2 separate regions of the Lactuca sativa genome follow, and region 2 is linked to region 1. A link is a contact called in public Hi-C data. All regions are on one chromosome and are shown on one strand. The core of a region is the stretch at or near the end of the contact, and the rest is flanking DNA. Distances in the headings are between cores, read along the strand shown.

The links. A called contact is a pair of places that touch in the nucleus more often than the background predicts.
Region 2: a Hi-C map of bud shows a contact between it and region 1, with 4 times the contacts expected there. The contact joins the promoter of LOC111914436 here to the promoter of LOC122197105 in region 1. A contact is called at or near these places in 2 of 4 Hi-C or Micro-C datasets (bud and seed).

The regions. Positions count from the first base shown.
Region 1 is chr3:55,074,641-55,078,278 of Lsat_Salinas_v11, reverse strand. It overlaps LOC122197105, which reads left to right and starts at 1,418. Exons shown (of 4, transcript XM_052769695.1): 1 at 1,418-1,717; 2 at 1,795-2,264; 3 at 2,338-2,454; 4 at 2,549-3,050. The coding sequence starts at 1,418. The coding sequence ends at 3,050.
Region 2 is chr3:55,345,620-55,349,382 of Lsat_Salinas_v11, reverse strand. It overlaps LOC111914436, which reads left to right and starts at 1,564. Exons shown (of 1, transcript XM_023910177.3): 1 at 1,564-2,244. The coding sequence starts at 1,564. The coding sequence ends at 2,244.

The DNA.
Region 1 (3,638 bases), core at 169-2,668:
CACCCAACCATCTTTCTAGTTATGGTTTAAATGGTCCTTATTGTTTTTTTTTCGCACTTGAGTGGAACCAAGACTTAGAAAATAGTTTTTAAAGCCATTTTGTTCAAAGTGGAAGAGTTGAGCCGGTTAACATTATCCTAGTCATCATATAAGGTACACACGTCATCGAAATTAATCCACCTAAGCTGCCATGTAACCTACTCGTTTACTGAGCTTGCCCTACAAGACATATTATATAACAACCCTCACTTTCTTCTTCCCCTTTTTGTCGTATTTTTTGTCTGTAAAATCTTATGGTGGTTTATATGAAGATCGATCGTCACTTTGCTGGGTTTTTTACAAGGTACCCCGAAATTAGTTATACGGATGGAGCAGAACAAAGGTTCGAAGATGTTGATTTTGCTGGAATGGACAGGAACGAGTTTGTTAACTTCGTACAAAGATTTGCAATTGAAATGTGTGTAAATGTTTTTTATTGCATGCCTGGAAAAGAGTTTCCTGATGGATTGAGGATCTTGGCTACTGAAATAGACTACCAGGACTTCATCGAAGCTGGGTATGCTGCTGGTTGTGTCGTGGATGTATACATGGATCATCTAGGTGTGAATGTCCAACGGTGGATTATTGATGAGGAAGTTGAAGAGAGCGTTGTGGAAGACAATCATTATGATGGATTTGTGCAAAATGGCCCGGATGAACTGCAAGGTAATGTACACGATGACCTTGAACACGTAGATGGCAATCCAATGAATAAGACCATTAACGATGAGTTTTTGAGCAAGCTATGCCCAAAAGTCTAGTCAACTCCAAATAGTCCACCTCATGAGGATCCATATCTTCAAATGGAAGAAAATGAGGTAAATATTGAAGAGGTTACTACATACAATGAAAATGTGCATTGGAAAAAACAAAAACCTGTGTTAGGAATGCGATTTCATAGTCCAAAACAGTTAAAGCTTATGTTATGTAATTATGTTGTTGCTAATGGGCATCAGTTGTGCTACAAAAAAAATGACAGTAGAAGACTATTAGTTAAATGTTGTTCTGGGCAGTGTAAGTTTAGGCTATGGGCTTCATGGATGAGTGAAGAAAACTCTTTCCAGATTAAGTCCCTTATAGATGAGCATAATTGTGCTAGAAACTTTAAACTTGGATCAATTGTTAGCTATGCTTGGATTGGTAGCCATTTTACAACTGAGTTCTTACAAAAACAGAAAATGAGTGTTAGGATGCTTAAGGAAGAGGTGAAACAGGCTTTTGGTATAGATGTAAGTATGGGTCAATTCAGGAGAGCAAAAAAGCATGCTATCGAGCTAATTGAAGGCACATTGGTTGAGCACTATTCAAAGCTTTGGTCATATGGTGAGGAGATAAGAAGATCAAACCAGGATCAACTGTGAAGATTGATGTCACTACTATGCCTGATGGGAAAAATTATTTTAGTAAGTTTTATGTATGTTTTGAGGGACTAAAGCAAGGGTGGAGGGGCAATTGTAGAAGAGTAATTAACCTGGATGGTTGTTTCCTTAAGGGGCTATGTACTGGAGAGTTAATAACTGTTGTTGGAAGGGATGCTAATAATCATATATTTCCAATTGCATGGGCAGTTGTGTGTGTTGAAATCAAAGAGAATTGGAAATGGTTTTTGGAAAATTTAAAAGATGACTTAGGAATGTACAATGGTTTTGGAATTGTATTGATGTCAGATCAACATAAGGTATGTTTCTTAGTTGTATTTTATTTATTAATGAAAGTTGCCTATACTATTTTACAATTTAAATTGTTAATGTGAAGGGACTATTGGAAGCTGTGAAGGAGATTTTGCCTACTGTTGAACACAGACAGTGTGCAAGGCATGTTGTTGCCAACTTTAGGAAAAGATTCCCCGGAGTAATGTATGAGAAAATGTTTTGGAAGGCATGCAAGGCATCTACTGAGCCTTTACGCAATGCAACAATGAAGGAAATACAACTTCTCAATCCTTCAGCCTTTGAGTATCTAACAGAAAAGAACCCACGATCATGGTGTAGAGCTTTTTTTGAGGAGGGCAAGATGTGTGATGCTGTAGAGAATGGGTTGTCGGAGAGCTTTAACAATGTTATAAGAGATGCAAGGAAGAAACCAATCATCACAATGCTTGAAGAGATTAGATTGTATGTTATGGAAATGCAGTTTCATTTGAGCATGAAAGGCAGTTCATGGCCAGATTTGGAACCATGTCCATCAATTAGATCCTTGTTGAATCAATTGAAAAAAGCTCAAAGGTAAACTTAGTTTGTGTTTGTTAACATCATAGATAATACTAAACTTACACTAACTTTTAGACAATGTTATTAGATATTGGCAGGTTTTACCAACTGGGTTGAACCAATTTGAGACAAGAAACTTAGCAGAGTCTTATGTCGTTGACTTAGACAAGAAGACATGTTCTTGTAGAGTTTGGCAACTAAATGGGTATGGGTGTATGCACTCAGTTGCAACTATTAGTTACCTAAACAGAGATGTCGGAAGTTATGTGGATCCCATGTTCTTTGGAGTTTTTTTATAGAAATGCTTACAAGTATCCACTGAGAGGGATGAATGGCAGCAATATGTGGCCAAGTACCAATTTCATACCACCATTGCCACCTTTGAAAAGGAAAATGCTAGGCAGACCTAAAGTTAATAGAAGGAAGGACCCAGGAGAAAAGAGTACTAGACACACCGTGTCAAAGGTTGGGAAGAAAATTCTATGTAGTGTGTGTAAACAAGTTGGTCACAACAAGGCTACATGTCCGAAAGTTGAGAAGCCCAAAAAACTCAAGGTGAAGAGAAAGAGATCAACTACTAAAGGTGGTAATGAAGAGGAAGGAAGTGGTTCAAAAACAACTGTTGGACGTAAACAGAAGCAATCTCAAGGTGGTAATGAAGAGGAAGGAAGTGGTTCAAAAACAACAGTTGCACGTAAACGGAAGCAATCAGAAAGGATTATAAAGAAAAAATTGGCAAAAAGGGTTGAAGGGAAAAATGGAGAAGTAAATTCTGGTGATAATCCAATGAATATTGAATAGACATAACTGTTATTTGGTATTGTGTTAAGACTAGGTTGGTTGTTTGATGTGTTATTTAACTTTGTTTCGTAATAGTATTAGGGTACCCATAGTATTATTATGGAATGTGTTTGTTGAATGTTTTTTTATGTACAATAGTAACACAAACAAAACGATGACACACAATAGCAAGGCACTTATAGGAAAGGGATTACAAATCCATTACATAACCATTACAAATACATTGGTAAACATGAAAGGAAACCATATTAGAAATAACCATAACTTCATCTTAATAGGAAAGGAAACCATATTTAATACGAATGGGATTACAAACCCTTTACATACCCATTACAACTTGTAGACTAATACCACAAAAAAACAGCCCAACTTAGAAATAACCATAACTTCATCTTTCTAACATCAGATTGAAGCTTCTTATTTGCCAGAACCAAATTTGTAACCAAAGTTGTGTCAGCAGTCGTGTTAGTACTCTCCACTTCATCTGCCCAACATATGAAGCCATCACGAGGCCCCTACAATGGAAGTTATTATTTGTTATAGATTAAGTTACCAAACCCAGAAACAAATTATCAAAATCTAGGTCAA
Region 2 (3,763 bases), core at 315-2,814, 270 kb before region 1:
ATCATGTTGTTTAATGATTTGTATAACAACATGAAGCGTCAATGGAAAAGTGGAGAAAACGATAAAGTGATTTTGAAGAAGCGTTGAAAGTGTATCAAAAAGAAAATCTGAAGGCTTTCAAGTTTCTTGAAGTTTGGAATTTTGTGAAAGATAACAACAAATGGCAAAGTAGCAAAACAACATACAAGCATATCGACAGTGGTTCAAAACGCAGTAGAACATCTGAGTCTGACCACACTACATCAGATGCTCGTGTTCAATTTGATTTGAACGAAGATGAACATGTTCCAGTTTCACCACCTTCCCGACCAATGGGAGACAAAGCAAAAAGCAAAGGCAAAGATAAAGCGTCGGATTCAAATGAGTTGAAAGAAATGGGTGCCGACATGAAGGGTATAAAAAAAGAATGGATAAAATTTTGCAAATTGCTTCTGAAAGAGAACTTCGGAAACAAAGGGAGAGGGATATGCAAATACTAGCGATGGACACATTGAATATGACTGGGGACGAGCTTCAAGTTATTTTGGCGATGAACGAGGAAGTGAAAAAACGTTACGTAAATCGTGGCTAATTTCTAGTTTTTTTTTTTTTAAGTTTTTAATCGTTAGGTGTGTTTTTTTTTAATAAGTTGTAGGTTTTATGTTTTTAATATGCTTTTTTAAATTTTTAGTTTTTTTGTTAAACTAAGCAATGTATGGTATTTGTATTTTTAATTAATGAAATATTATCTTTTTAAAATTATGTTTTTTTTGTTAAAAAAGAAATTTTATTAAACTAAAATAGCTAAAAAAACAAAAATAAAAGAAAATAAAAATGTGGCATCACTCCCTTGGTGAGGTAAGAAACTACACTAGTATAATAAAAAATGACGTGACACTTATGTAAGAGAGTACAGTTTCGGTGGCACCATTCCCACCAACATATGGTTTTTGAAGATCGCTACCATAAAAAACCACAGAAAAAAGTTTCTTCAAAAGAAAATCATGAATTTCGTAAAAATATGAATAAATTTACAATCTGCAATATAAACTTCGTTGTACTAAGAAAAACAATATTTATTTTTGGTTAATAGTGCAGTAAATAATGGCATTTCATAATACTATTTTTTTTTTTAATATTTCCTTTTGATGAGTAATGGCATTTTTGTATAGCGTTTAACACCAAATCCTAGCGAACTCTGGTTACATTTATGAATTTGATTAATTTTTGTTCGGATTTAATTAAAAAAAATAATGGTGTTTTTTCCTTTTACTATTATTAGGTCGAATGGTATACTAACCACGAGTAACTTCGTGGTTGAGGTGGCCACGAACTACGATCGTGCACACCGTCCCGGTGATTCGTGGTTAGTCGTGGTCGTTGTCATTTGTGTTCCCGACGACGGACTCAAACGAGAATGGTGATTGGCGTTCGAATTTTTTGGCCGTTGAACGGCTATTTTGGCCGGGTTTTTTTTTCAAACACAATTTACTAATATAAATAACACTTCTATTATACCAAAATTTACACCCCATTCTATTCTCTAAAACCACAAAACACATACACATGGATCCAACAATACATATGGAATTTTTAAAAAGTTTTGATTCGGATGACAACGTAGAATTCGTCGAGACATTCTTCAATGTTGTGCAACACGTTCGCGCCGAAGAAAGTTCGAATGCAGCGCGTACAAGGGCGGTCGTCAATCGTGATCGCCAAGCCGCACACGACTTATTGGTACGTGATTACTTTGCCGATAATTGTCTTTATAATGACGACTCATTCGAACGTCGTTTCCGTCTGAATAAGGCTATATTTTTACGTATTAGTAATGCTTTAGAATCTCGTTATAATTTTTTCAAACAAAAACCCGACGCTAGAGGAAGAATGGGTTTTAGTAGTATACAAAAATGTGCGGCTGCTCTTAGGTATTTGGGATACGTTATAGCATTTGATGCATCTGATGAATACTTGAAAGTATCCGAGAGGACCGCAGTTGAATGCGTAGATTGGTTTTCTGCATGTGTTTATGAGGTTTTTCACGAAGAATATTTGCGTAAACCTACTCAACGTGATATTGAGAGATTATATTCGGCTCATGAAGAGAGGCATGGATTTCCTGGTATGCTTGGCAGTCTAGATTGTACGCATGTGGCTTGGGAAAAATGTCAAACTGCATGGCGTGGTCAGTTCACTCGAGGAGATATAAGTGAACCAACTATCATCCTAGAAGCTGTTGCATCTCAAGATTTGTGGATATGACATGCCTTTTTTGGAGTAGCGGGGTCTAACAACGACCTTAATGTTCTTGGTCAGTCTCCACTTTTCAACAATATTTGGACCGGCAAAGCACCTGATATGACGTTCACGGTAAACGGGCACGCGTACAAATACGGTTACTACCTTGGTGATGGGATATACCCGGATTATTCTACATTGATGAAGGCATACTCGGTTCCTCGAAGTGAAAAAGCAAATTTTTTTACAAAAAAACAGGAATCGACGAGAAAGGATATCGAGAGGGCATTTGGAGTCCTTAAGCAAACATGACATGTAGTGAAATATGCTACACGACTCTAGGATAAAGAAAGAATTAAACAAATGGTCCTAGCATGTATTATAATGCATAATATGATTATTGAAGATGAAGGTCGAGCGATTTGCACATATGATCCGAACGACGTTGTCGTTCCAATTGAGGAGTTCGTACCCAGAACGAATGTTTTTTTAGAGCGAGTTGTTGAAATTCATTACAGTGAAACGTGTTTCAATCTTCGAGAAGATGTCGCGGAACATTTGTACCAAAATAGCATGAACGACGATTAGGATTTTTATATGTACGTTTGTTCGTTTTCTTATTAATGTAATGTTTTTTTTCTAGATTAACTAAGTAATGTATTTTAAAGTTGTTATTTTATTTTTATAATTAATGAAAAAATAGTTTTAAAAAAATGAATGCTTTTTAATTATAAAAAATGTAATTTTATTATAATTTTTGAATTAAAAAAAAGTAATTTTATTGTATTTTTTAATTAAAAAAAAATAAAAATAATAATGTGGAGTGGTGTGTTAGTGGTAGGTATCCCATGTTAGTGGTAGTGGAATGTGGTGCTAATGTGGCACTCACAACATATGTGTTATGTGGTGGATATAACGAATGGTCTTATATTAGTTTTATGCACTAATGTCAATTCTTTATTTTCTTTGGATACACCAAAGTCTTGTATTTAAGTATTGTCATTTTGTATAACCATGGCCATACCGTACAAAGACAGATGGATGGGTTGCAGAAACGACGGAAAAGGACCACACTAAAATCCAATGACTCATACTTTTGTGTCAGGATAAGTTTGACACATGTCTTCATAATTTATCGCGATATTTTCATAGGTAAAACTCTAATTCATTTATGCTTATTAAAACCAGGGATGAGCATCGGAACTGGGTACCCGTTTTTGGAACCGGAACTGCCGGTTTTGGAATCGGAACTGCCTTAAGCGGTTCCGGTTCCGGTTCCTAAAGTTATGGAACCGCCTTAAGCGGTTCAGGTTCCGATTCTCGTTTTTCTGGAACTGCTACCCGTTGGGTATCCGCCGGAACCGGTTAATATATATATATATATATATATATATATATATATATATATATATATATATATATATATATATATATATATATATATATGTGTGTGTGTGTGTGTGTGTGTGTGTGTGTTTGTGTGTGTGTGTGTGTTATTTAGAACGGTTTAGAATATATATTGGTCCGGTTTTGTCCGTTTTTG